2 separate regions of the Mus musculus genome follow, and region 1 is linked to region 2. The links are chromatin contacts, called in public HiChIP or PLAC-seq maps. All regions are on one chromosome and are shown on one strand. The core of a region is the stretch at or near the end of the contact, and the rest is flanking DNA. Distances in the headings are between cores, read along the strand shown.

The links. HiChIP or PLAC-seq counts read pairs in DNA pulled down with a chosen protein or histone mark.
Region 1: an H3K4me3 HiChIP or PLAC-seq map of embryonic basal ganglia shows a contact between it and region 2, with 4 times the contacts expected there. The contact joins two enhancer-like sites. A contact is called at or near these places in 2 of 39 promoter capture datasets (cranial neural crest and pre-B cells) and 1 of 115 datasets of contacts at active chromatin or transcription factors (embryonic basal ganglia).

The regions. Positions count from the first base shown.
Region 1 is chr1:137,835,435-137,842,057 of GRCm38.p6, forward strand. No RefSeq gene overlaps it. Among named protein-coding and RNA genes, the nearest start is that of Gm4258, 60 kb to the right of the region's middle. Within about 2 kb of position 3,082, at least 17 of the 459 cell types and tissues checked have an H3K27ac peak or open chromatin away from gene starts, as enhancers often do. A contact at or near this core is called in embryonic basal ganglia, where this site is marked.
Region 2 is chr1:137,374,326-137,380,913 of GRCm38.p6, forward strand. No RefSeq gene overlaps it. Among named protein-coding and RNA genes, the nearest start is that of Gm34244, 24 kb to the left of the region's middle. RefSeq lists an enhancer at 3,828-5,157. Within about 2 kb of position 4,451, at least 40 of the 459 cell types and tissues checked have an H3K27ac peak or open chromatin away from gene starts, as enhancers often do. A contact at or near this core is called in embryonic basal ganglia, where this site is marked.

The DNA.
Region 1 (6,623 bases), core at 1,832-4,331, 460 kb after region 2:
TAGGGAAATGCCAGGGTGACGAGTTGGGATGGGGTAGTTGGGGATTTCCTTCATAGAAGAAGGGGAAGACGGATGGGATAGGGGGTTTCCAGAGGGGAAACCGAGGAAGGGGATAACATTTGAAATGTAAGTAAAGAAAATATCCAATGATAGAAAAGAAAAAATAAGCAATAAAATAAAATAAAAAGAACTGAAAAGAATTTCTGGACTAAGAGTGAAGGGAGTTGCTCAGGCTGCTGGTGGTTGGTCCAGACAGCTCAAAGCATGAAGGCCAAGGGATGAGTATCTCCATGAAGCAGGCAAAATGACAAAATAATGAGAAATTTCCTGCAGATATTAATCAAGAATTTTTATAGATGATTTAATGCTCATGATGTAACATTTCAAGAAAAAGGGTTATAAATATATGTCCAATTCAAACAAAATTAATTATGCAAGGATGTGTATCTTAATAAATAACTCATTTCAGGTGTGAACTATACATGGCAAATTTCCAAAAGGAGGGAGAATAAAATGGAATGTAATTTAAATAAGCATTGCTATGATTTTGTTGATAGGAGGAAAGCAGATACGTTAAACATTTGAACATAGTGTTCTAAGAAGTTCTCATTTTAATAACCCACAACAGAAACTCGGTGCTGTTGGTGATGGGTATTATTCAAGGTTATGTTTTTTAAAAAAGTACTTTTATTACAATTAAATAAAAAAAAGATTTATTATATAGTCTTCCTTCATCTCATTTCACTCAACCTTAAGCATTTTAGTTATCTATGAGATCCTGCTAATTAACAACAAAAGAAACAGTTGGGTGTGGTGGCACACGCCTTTGATCCCAGCACTTGGGAGGCAGAGGCAGGCGGATTTCTGAGTTCAATGCCAGCCTGGTCTACAAAGTGAGTTCCAGGACAGCCAGGGCTACACAGAGAAACCCTGTCTCGAAAAACCAAAAACTAACAAACAAAAAAAAACAAAGAAACAACAAAAGAAACTATAATCAAAAACAAATAGACAACATAAACCAAATATCCTTCTCTGTTTTATTTTCTTGACAATAATTATATATAATTTATATTTAAGTTATATATTTCTCTTTATTGCCTCTAATACCCACGTTTTGTTAGAATTTAATAGTTAATTTTAAAGAGCACATAATAGAAAAAATTCTTCTAAGAATTAAAAGTTGTTGGGGTGTGTGTGTGTGTGAATTTGTGTGAGAGGAGAGGAGAGAGGAGGGAGGAGACAGGAGAGGAGGAGAGGGGATATTGTTTGACATGGCCATGGCTTAGTCAAGGGCCTCAGTACCTCATCCCCATGGGTGTGGCAATGCTTTCCACAGGTTAGACTCAGGGAAATTGCAAAGCCTTCCCTCCTGGTCTGAGTGTGAATACTGCTAGTGTGTGCAGAAAATGTTCACCCAGGCTGCTTTCTCCTCCAGGATGTTAATGGCCTGAAGACTTCTACCCTACAGAGACTGCTCCTACCAAGATTAGCTGAATCTTTCCCATTGATTTAGTTACACATAGCCTTGCCTCCTTAATTAGTTGTATATAATAGTCGCTCCTCCTTGTTCAGCTGTATATAATAAACAGGCTTAGCTTGCTAGTCCTGAACTTTTTCCAACAGAGAGCCTATTACACCCCATCAGTTCTTCTATATATCTTGTCTTCATTTCTCCAATCACATTGATTCCTGAAGTAGTCCAAGGATGTGGCATGTTATAATGAAAAATTAAATATAGAATGAATAGCCAAGACTTGGGATTGCAGACATAGCTTCAGCCAACAGAGTGCTTACTGTGCAAGCCCCTACACCTGAATTCATATCCCCAGCAACGATCTAAAGAACTGAGTATGACAATGTATGCCTATGATCTCATCAGTGAGGGATGGTATGGAGATGGAGACAGGAGGACCCTTAGGTCTCCCTGGGTAGCTAGTCTTAAATGAGTGAACTCCAGTTTCAGTGAGAGGTTCTACCCCCAAAATAAAGTAGAATGCAATTGAGAAAGAAATCCAACATTGATCATCCACGTGTGGAGGCACAACCACAAACACATGAACACATACCTACAACCCCATACCACCACACAAAATCCAAGCATACAGATAGTCGTTCTTTTATTAGCAAGATAATCTGTTGGTTCCTGTAAAATATACAAAGTGGGAAATCTTAATAATTATAAGCTGTGGATCTGTTCATTATTCTCATTCTATTTCGCTTAGCTTGCCATATGACTTAATTGCAAGAGTGGTCTCCTAGTGACTACTCATGTTCATTGTCCCTCACAACTCATTAAATGACAATCTTGAATTCACCTGTGAGTAATTGGGACAGCTCCTCTGGTCTGCTTCTGTCCCCTTTATCAGCAAGTGGAAACCAGGAGTGTTTCCCAACAGAGTTGTCCTGCACTAACCAAGTCCCATGTGCTCAGGACAGACACAGTCAGTTCCCTCAGTGTTGCTATTCCCTAGGCTTCTGTCTGCAAATCAAAAATACTTATGATGGGGTTAGTGGAGAATTTTTCTTGCATTAATTTTAAAAATTCTAAAACTCAAGGAAGCAAAGCCAATTCTGACGCAGGCTAGCGTTGAAAGGAGAAATCAAATGTGTGGTGAGTGCAGACGAATAGAAACTAGCAGTACACATTCTTCCTATCACATTGCTAAGTATGAACAATTGAAATAGTACTTCAGGAGTTCCAGGCTGTGGACTATTTGTTATCTAATAACGTTTGAACCGCATAAATTAAACAATGAGAAACAAATACATAAAAGCATGCAAACTATTTAGCAGTAGTCATTTGAAATCCTTCCATGCCTGTAAAGTATCTAGATTGTGTACTACTCTCTGCTGATGCTTATTTTAATTCATAAAAAACTCTGTTTAAATCAGTGTGCAAGTGGCAGCCTCGGATGGAAAGGGCAAGGGCAAGTGAATGCACTGAATAAACCCCAAATATGACTTCTAAAGGCAGACAATATAAAAGCTATAATCTTAGTGTAAGCCTCGTGGTCTTTAAACATAGTGATTAGGAGACAGCTGCTGGGAACACGGCCTTGCTATTGGGTAACCTTAATTGCCCTGGAATATTTCCTGACACTCCCCAAAATATGCCCCATCGCTAATAATTCATTCACATTTCAACACCATTATTAGCTACTAATTCAACCAATCAAGATAAAGACAACGAATGGATGACCTTGAGCAATTACTCACTCGGGTGAATGGGATTTATTTTGTGCTTTTCAAAGACGTAACTGCTTTCTCGCTATTGTGAATAGCTCTCCAAAATCAGACAAACGCAGACAAGAGGAAAAAAAAGAAAAAAAAAAAAACTGTGGCATAAATCTAAGGTTCCTTTTCTGATGTTCTTAAAAGAATCGTGATAAAACCTACCCAGGCATTATAATCTCTAAAGGGAACAAGGCAGGGTTTTAAATCCAAGCCAAAGAAACAATAAAACAAAACAAAACAACAAACAAAAAAAAAAACCATCCATATTTTCTTTGTAATTAACAGAGACAATTCAGTCATGGCTAGTCAATATACATTCAAACCCTTATTTCTTTTTCCTTTTGTTTTTTCCTTTCAACCCATGAGAACATTTAAGAATCACACAAATTTGGAGCCAGAGAAAACATTCACTTCACAAAGCGAAATGGAGTGTTCAATGGACAGCTCCCTAGGAGGCTTCTTCTGTTAAATATTTTAAACAAGATGTGCCAGGTTACCACTCCCTCCCTGTCATTCTCTATTTATTTCTCTAGAAATCTGAAATTTTAAAGAAATGTACTCTGGGCCTTTTCTAACATGCAGTGCCTTAAGAGGAACCCCAGAAAAGCATGCTTTGTGTCTGCTCAGACAGAAGACAGCAGACACTTCTAGTTGATCTATTTGCCAACCAGGGGGAGTGGGAATGGGTCTAACTGCAAACCAAGGCAGAGGAAGTCATAAGGGACACAGGCCAGCCCATACTGTCTCTGTTCACCCTGTCTGCTGCATGTGTGCTGGAGCACAGCCTGGTTTGGTGTGATCTGGTTACAGATGTCAGGGAAACTGTGGAAAGATGAACTCAGCAGCAGCATTCCAGATGAGAACATTTAAGCATTTTTTTTCCCTCACTGTCTGGAAAATCCTAGCGTAAGAACGAGAAAATGTAGCCTAAGTTGATATAAAATCCAAAACAGAAAAAGTGAATTTGAATTCCTTTGAGGATAAACTTTATAAGACACAAAAACATGCATCACGTGGAGGAAAAGAGCAGAATATGATTCTGTGTAAATACCACCCCCATACATTGCGTCCTTAAAGCTGGCTTTGTTCTTTCCAGATGTCACTGTCCTCCTTAACTTTTTCTCTTTGTATGAAATGAGTGTAGTTAAATTATGAATACTTTGCTCTCTCCAGGGTTACAGGGAAAGTGGGACGACAATTATTTCCAGTGAGTCGAACCCCTCTTCCACTCCAGGATGAGGTTGCCAAAGCTGTTCAATAGGAGAACGTCAGCCAACAAAACATTAGTTATGTAAACACCCCCTTCATACACCCAATAAATTAATAAAAAATACACAAAATAGAGGCCATACTCCAAACCTTTCCCCCTTATACGTTGGCTTCAAACCTTCATTTGTTTGGGAGAAGCACTTCATTGAACTGTGGAAGTTTTTAGAATATCTATTGTATTTTAGAGAGAGAAGGACAAGGAAAAGAATATCCTGTGATCAAAACAACACTCCTACCTATCTTTAAAAGATAAAGCTGCTGGGTGTTGGTGGCACTCACCTTTAATCCCAGCACTTGGGAGGCAGAGGCAGGCGGATTTCTGAGTTCAATGCCAGCCTGGTCTACAAAGTGAGTTCCAGGACAGCCAGGGCTACACAGAGAAACCCTGTCTCGAAAAAACAAACAAACAAAAACAAAAACAAAAACAAAACAAAACAAAAACCAACCAAACACACAAACAAAAGATAAAACTACAGAAAGACTAGCAGGCAGAACATAGGGATATAAGGGAGAATACGAGAAACATTCAGACAACAAACTTAGATCAGATGTCCTCAAAATGAACATGACCAGGTAAATGAATAAAAAAATTACTAATGAATTTAGTGGTTCCAAATCAACACACACAGAACTCAGAATGATCATGTACCACTAGGGAATTGCCTTAAGTACTAGCATGGCTCCAAGGTCATTCTCTGAAATATAGAGTGGAGAAAGACAATGGCTGGCTCTGCCTGTCTGTCTGCATGCAATCTGGGAATGCCTTTTTATGCTTGCCCTCCCTCTGGCCTCATTTCTCTTTGGCATTTGCATTCCCTGGCAGGTGGAATCTCCCATTACTGACTGTCTCTGAACTCTGTAGTAGGAATACATTTCAGACCCAAATTGTATATTATAATTTTAGAGCTCACCAAATCTCCTCTCCAAACAACATTAGCTATTTGGTGTCCCCTTGCTTTGGGCAAAAATATGACTACATCAGTAAAGATTCTGAGCAGATAAATTACTGTCAAATATCCAACTCCTGCAAAATTGCATTCTGATGAGAGGAAGGTAAATTAACAATACTCACGTTGATTAAATATCTTTGAAAATACACTTTAAAATGACTGGTAAAGCTAAGCAAGGCCTTTGTCGAAACCAATTTTGAGTCAAATATTAACCATAACTCTACAAGCTCTGAGATTCCCTGGGACATGTTTAAATAGGTACAGTGTTGAGTTCCACAATTGATTTCTACTTTAAGCTATTTCCAAAGGCGTTTATACAGAGGATGATCTTATTAAAAGAAATGAACCCACTGCAATTATACTTATATTTGCATAATAAAATATTAATTTTCAAATAAAGGTCAGTTCTGGGTATAAATATGCCAACTCAAAATACCACCCATATGAAGCACTTAATATTTCCAATATGATTTATGGTATAAGAATCAAAGAAGTTTCTAGATTAAATTACTCAGTCTATGGCTACTTTTTGTCAATAATATCAAGTTCAGGTTATATATTTTAGCTGGTTACTGCTTTACCTAATACATTCATGAAGTTCTATTCACTCACATCCTAATTTATCTGGAAAATAATATGGCACAGACAATTAGGTCTATTCTTGTCTTAAGTAATGGTTCTGCTGTGTTGTGCCATTTACCACCTGGATGGAAATACCAGACTGCGTTCCTTTCAAAAGAGTCTCTGGAGAGGTACTTGATATTTCTGGCTTATTATTAGCATTTTATGATTACTAGCATCATCATCACCATTATTTTAACCTTCACATTTCTAAATATTTCAAGACAAAATTGATTAAATTAAATAACATCTGATTATCCTTAATGTTTCTCATGTTACTTTGATTTATATGAATCTGTGTGTGTCTGTGTATGGGTTTGAGCACATGTGAATGAAACTGCCCAGCGTCTCCAGAAGAGGGCATGGGGTCTCCTAGAACTGAAGTTACAGGCAGTTGGGAGCCAGTGACATGCATGAGTGCTGGAAAGCCAGCTTGTCCTCTGGAAGAGCAGCCAGAGCTCTTAATTCCTGAGCCCTCTCTCTAGCCTCCACGCCAAGCCAACTAACTTATAATTTTCCTTTTCAGAAACTCTGAAATTTGTCAGCAAA
Region 2 (6,588 bases), core at 3,201-5,700:
GTATGTAGGTGTAGGGGAAGACAGAGGCCTTCTTTTCTCTCTCTCTCTCTCTCTCTTTCTCTCTCTCCCTTCCCTTCCCTTCCCTTCCCTTCCCTTCCCTTCCCTTCCCTTCCCTTCCCTTCCCTTCCCTTCCCTTCCCTTCCCTTCCCTTCCCTTCCCTCCCTCTCTCTCCTCCCTCTCTCTCCTCCCTCTCTCTCTCTCTCTCTCTCTCTCTTTCTTTCTTTCTTTGTCTTGTTTTGTTTTTCTCTCTCTTTCTTTCTTTGTCTTGTTTTGTTTTAAAGCTGTCACAGTGAACAATGGAGTTTCAACCTTCTTTACCCCCAAGCAAACTGAGAACCTTCCCATAAGAATCAGGGGAGGGGGAGAAGCAGGAGGGGAATGCCTTCCAGTGTCTTGTCCTGAACTCCTGCAAACTTGGAATGAGTGGCCGCTTGCCACAAAGGAGACAGGGAAGGACTCTGACCTCACAAGGGGCAGCCCCAATTGTGGCGGATGCCAACAAGGTCATAGAGTCTGGGGACAGGCTGGCTCAGGCTGGTGGAGCAGGAGAGATGATGACACTGCATTTGTCAGTTTCCATCTGTCCACGCAGCTGTCCTGTGGCCTGTCCTGTCTTGGTGGAAGTGGCCTTACTTAGGGGTCAGGGCCTTGTTCTGAAGCTTAATGCATTAAACACTGCATATCCTTAGGTGGAAAATTGGTCCGTATATTTCTTCTTCCATAAAACAAGGCTAATAAAATCCATCCTGACACACTGCTCTGAGGAAAAGATAAGATTGTTTTGCAGAAGCCCTGGTACGGTGTACACCCTGGATCACTGTTAGCGCCTAAGGTTGTCGTGAGCCAGTGGCCATCTTTCCATGATAGTTCCCAGGTTCTGAGTGTCACCTACACCCAAATAAAACCTGCCTATCATGACCTACTTTCTTAGACCTCTGCCTTCACCTCTGTGAGATGACAAATGGCTGGGACAAAAAGTGTTCCCCCACCCCCACCCCAGGGCTTCCATTTTATTCTCTCTGAGGACAAATATACTGCTTTCACATACATTCTTTCTTCCCGTGATTTCCTGATTTGGCATCAGAATCAAGAGGCAATTAGAAGAGAACTCCAAGGTAGAAGAAAGGAGGAGTTTGCAGAGAGGTAAGAGCAGTGGGCCGGAGTTAGCATAAAGGAAAGGAGTGTCTGTGGATGCAAGCAAGAGCTGAGAGAGGAAGCAGACATTCAAACCAGGAAGGGATGAGGGGCTTGACATCTAAGACTATTGGACAAGAATGCCGTGTGTGTGTGTGTGTGTGTGTGTGTGTGTGTGTGTGTGTGTGTGTGTTATCCCAGAAATTTCTTCACTGGGGTTTGCAACTGAACACGCTCTGGCTAACTCCCATGCACAAATGTGTTTGTGAAGGCTGTCCTTGCTGGCTGGTGCTCTCCTACCTCACCTGTGTTTGCAATTTGCATTGAGATAAACTATCTCGCTATCTAATGCACCATAAGATTTGCAGTGTTTCGTATCAGAAGGAAGATACTCCATAGTTATCAAACCATGAGACCAGTCTGTACATCCTGTGTGTGTGTGTGGCATGAGCTGGGGCTAAGGCCTCTTCACTGTGGAAAGTTGTGCCAGGAGACAGAGAGCTAGAGGGGAAAGCAAGCTGCTTTCTGACTGCCTCAAGGGCTGCACCCTGTGAGAGTGTAGCTGCATCCTGTGAGAGTGTAGCTGAGAATATAGTTTTCCACTGGCCCAGGGTCTTTTGTTCAGCTGCAGGGTATCATGCTCAGAGCCCGGCATGTGGAGCTGTGCCCTTCATGAGATCATTCTGTGGCTCCTTTCAATGACTTAGATTTACAGGGAGCTCAGAGGATCACGCTAATACATTTAAAGTGTCCCAAGCACTGAGGACACTGGTGGCCTCCCTCCCTTCATGGAGTCAAAAATAAACACGATGCCAGATCACACAGGAAGTAGCACAATCCAGGGGCTTGGTTTATTTTTACTTTTTATTTATTAAAAACTATTAATTGCTTGGCTACTCACAACTGAAATATCAAATGGATAACTTAGAAAAAGTTTTGGGGACCCTGGGCGGTTGTTGCTCTAAGAATGTGCTTAGTCTGGTCACTACTGAACTCATAGCAGGGTAATTGACAAGGGCAAGAGAAAACAGGTGGCCGAAGAAGGCAAATGTGTGTGAGAAAGTGACCTCAGTAGGTGAAGGCTAGGTGGAAGTCATTAGGATTCTAAAACTCCACCAGATAACCTGGACCATGTGTACTTTGGCATATCTGGTAGCACCAAGACATTTTGATTTATGCCAGTCTTTAAGCTGATCTCTGATAAGAGCAGTGTTTGGAAGTTATCTGGCATGATTACTGACACATGAAGAGAGTTTTAAGTTGTGCACGCTTTTTACACACACCAGAGTTCAGAAGTTGCTACCATAATCTGCCTGAAAGCAGTGAAGTCTTTGCTATTATTACTCGACATGCACTATTACTCGGCATGGACTCGACAGCACGACTTACATACCCTCCGCACGGAATAAGATCCCTTCATTCACACCAGTTGAGGGGTGGAACAGGAGAGTCCTGTAAAAGCAAACGAGGGAACTTCCTTCCCGGTTAACAGGGGCTTTTTGGAGATAGGATTTCTTGACTCAGAAGATCAAAGCCTACAACCTTGGTTTTATTACTTGACTTTTTGTAGGGGGTAAGGGAGAGGCCTCATTGGCACCATAAAGAACACATCATAAAAACGATTTCTTTTCATTGAGTACTTATTCTTTATGGGTCAGGGATATCTGTAGCCCCCTTCTGTAAAATCTGCCAAGAAATACTTTTTATTTTTCCCTGACTGTCAGAAGCACCGCTGAATCCTCCCTAGACTGAATTGTCAGGATGATTTTTTCCTTTTATATGACCAACACTTAACATAGTGATTATACCACGTAATAGATGCTCAGTAAATTCTCTGGACCGATCCATACAGTGAATAAATGAATGGATGAATGAATGAATGATGTGGGATGAACGTACTTCACTGATTCAAGTTTTCTAAATTTGGCTAAGCTGGGAGAACTAGAAATACTCCTGGAATTTTAACTCCTAAGTTGCTACCTGTCAACAATCACTTGCACCCCAAAGGTTGCATCTTCTGAAGGGCTTTAGACAATGTGTCAAAAAGCCCTTGGAAGGTCACTTTATAGATCTGTCCTACCTATAAGTGGAGTGTAGAAGAAACAGAAAGCATTTGGTAATTTCTTGGAAGCTTTCTTTATGAGGCAAGGTTTTCAATGGCAGCAACTAAGAGGCTGAGCTCCTAGCCACATTTTTCTTTTTTCCTAAAAGTGTTTTGGAGGAAAAAAGGAGGAGGAGGAGGGTGGGGGCACTGGGATGGGGAGAAAGGGGGAGGGGAAGGGGAAGGGTGAGGAGAATGAGGGGGAAGGAGAAGGAAGAGAAGAGTAGAGGAAGAAGAGGAAGAAGGAGGAGGAGGAAGAGGAGAAGAAGGAGGAGGAGGAGAAGAAGAAGAAAAAGAAGGAGAAGGAGAAGGAGAAGGAGAAGGAGAAGGAGAAGAAGAAGAAGAAGAAGAAGAAGAAGAAGAAGAAGAAGAAGAAGAAGAAGAAGAAGAAGAGAAAGAAAGAAAGAAAGAAAGAAAGAAAGAAAGGAAGAAAGGAAGGAAGGAAGGAAGGAAGAAAGAAAGAAAGAAAGAAAGAAAGAAAGAAAGAAAGAAAGAAAGAAAGAAAGGAAGGAAGGAAGGAAGGAAGGAAGGAAGGAAGGAAGAAAGGAAGGAAGAAAGAAGAAGAAAGAAATGCAGATATGTACCAGGTCTCATGATTCTGGCCACCACAGCTCTGCAGCTATCATTAGCTCTGTTAAGCTGCTCCACAGTTCTGCAATTCCACAATGCACAAATGTTGCCCATTTTCTTCATAGCGCCAGATCTGGTAAAAGGCATCCCAGTGCCACTTTGGGCAGATCTGTAGCTTCCAACTGGCAATCAGCAGAGTTCTTTAGGGAAAGAGAGTTGCAGTTTCTACCTCACACCTTGGTACATTAATAACATTAATTTCACTCAGCCTTTGTAATCAGAGAGTCCCACCTACAGACATTTATTTGAAGATGTCTGGGGGCCCACACAAGAAGGAGCATAGTAATAATACTTCTTCTAAAGAAGACTGCTCCACGGAGAAGGTAGAGATTGAAGAGCAATAATTACACCTGAAATGTTAATAACTGGATGGCTTTTCTGAATCCTTACAAGTATTTACATTTAAAAAGATAAAATTGCTTGAAAAATTAGATGAAGAATAAGAGCAGTTTCAGTGAAAAAAAACGGGCAATTTTCTTTTTTGTTGTTGCTGTTGCTGGCTGGTTCCCTCAGCAACTGGAGTCTTTGTAAGCCTGGAAACTGAAGGGACCCATTATTATGCAAAGCACCCTGGGACAAATGGCCTTGTAAGTCCTCAGATGGGAGGGGATTTCTTAAAAAAAAAAAAAGGATGCAGAAGAAGGAAGGGGGAAAGGATGCAAGAGTGAAGCCTTCGGTGTTTGGGCTTTTCATTGTGAGCCCTTGCTGCACTGCAGAAATTATTCTGCAGCGGAGTATCCACTGCGTGAAGAGAAAGAAAAGACATAGTCATAGTAATAAACCCTGAATCTCAGGCTAGGGTAATGGATTAGAACATTTAACAATTTTAGACATATTTATCTTTACAAAGATCACATAGTAAATATCAGCCACAGAGTTTAGGAGAGTAGAGAGAAAAACGTCAAACTAGTGTATTAAATTACGAGTGAATGATTTTGTTCTCTCTCTCTCTCTCTCTCTCTCTCTCTCTCTCTCTCTCTCTCTCTCTCTCTCTCTCTCTCTCTCTCTCTTTCCCCCACACCCCAAGGAGAGGTTCCTGGAGAATCACCACTCCCTCTTGCTCTTTTTCCCCTGAACCCTTTGCCAGAGCCCAGCTGCTCTTGCCCCAGTGCATTGTCCCTTGTCCCTTGCCTCAGTTGGACTGATGTGAGCCAGGCTAAGAGGGAAGTGAGGTGTTTTATGGGTATGCAAGTCTCCAATTCCATTAGGAGAACATTTCAAAGTGTCCGATGATATTACTCCACTGGTATCTGTAGCAGTGATCTTGGAGAACAGAACAAAATGGCCACCAGAAAGTAGAGAAAGGCAAACAAACAATTAACTGTCAAGAGTTCTAGACATGAATGGGAATAGAATAATAAAGTCCTGTGGACCTACCACTTGATTGGCACTTCTCAGTTCTTTCACTTTGTGTTTCCTGCTGCTCAAGGCACATCCAATTTCGGTCTGACGTTTTGAAGCAGGTGCCAGATATCATCTTGCTTCATCTCCCCAAGTTTAGGTATATCTTTATAAGAATTTTATTTATTAATATAAAAAAAATCAATTAAATCCCAATCAAGAATAATTTCTCCGTGTGTCAAATAGCCAAGACTCATGTAAGTCAGTTTTTCATAAATGACATTTTTGGATTTATTTTATATTTTACTTAAATCAGTATTTAAGTGGGCCCATTTAAAGCAACAGATTTTTAGAATTTCTTTTTTTTTAATTTTTTTATTAGGTATTTTCTTCATTTACATTTCCAATACTATCCCAAAAGTCCCCCATACCCCCCCCCCCACTCCCCTACCCACACCCACTCCCACTTCTTGGCCCTGGCGTTCCCCTGTACTGGGGCATATAAAGTTTGCATGACCAATGGGCCTTCCTTTCCACTGATAGCTGACTAGGCCATCTTCTGATACATATGCAGCTAGAGACATGAGCTCCAGGGGTACTGGTTAGTTCATTTTGTTGTTCCACCTATAGGGTTGCAGATCACTTTAGCTCCTTGGATACTTTCTCTAGCTCCTCCATTGGGGGCCCTGTGATCCATCCAATAGCTGCCTGTGAGCATCCACTTCTGTGTTTGCTAGGCCCTGGCATAGTCTCACAAGAGACAGCTATATCAGGGTCCTTTCAGCAAATTCTTGCTAGTGTATGCAATGGTGTCTGCGTTTGGCAGCTGTTTATGGGATGGATCCCCGGATATGGTAGTCTCTAGATGGTTCATTCTTTTATCTCAGCTCCAAACTTTTTCTCTGTAACTCCTTCCATGGGTGTTTTGTTCCCAGTTCTAAGAAGGGGCAAAGTGTCCACACTTTGGTCTTGGTTCTTCTTGAGTTTCATGTGCTTTGTATCTTGTATCTTGGATATTCTAAGTTTCTGGGCTAATATCCAGTGAATATTAGCCCAGAAACTTAGAATAGAATTTCTTTTATATTTTGTTTCTTTTCTACTTTTCTTTTTCTTTCATTCTCTTTTATTTTCTGCTTCTTCTTCTTGTTGAAAAGAAAGCTCTGTCATTTCATGTGTTTGAGCAGTTTTTCCTTCCTTCTATGTAGTATATATTTGGATTTTGTTTGTGTATCAGTAGTTAGGCCAAGAGTTTTGATCAGATTTATGCTTGATTTGGTTTTTCCAAGACCAACTTACAGATAGGCTATTCTACTAGAAGGCAAAACATATCTGATTGTCTCTCTCTTGGTGATATTACCAGACATAGCTACTCAATGGTTACA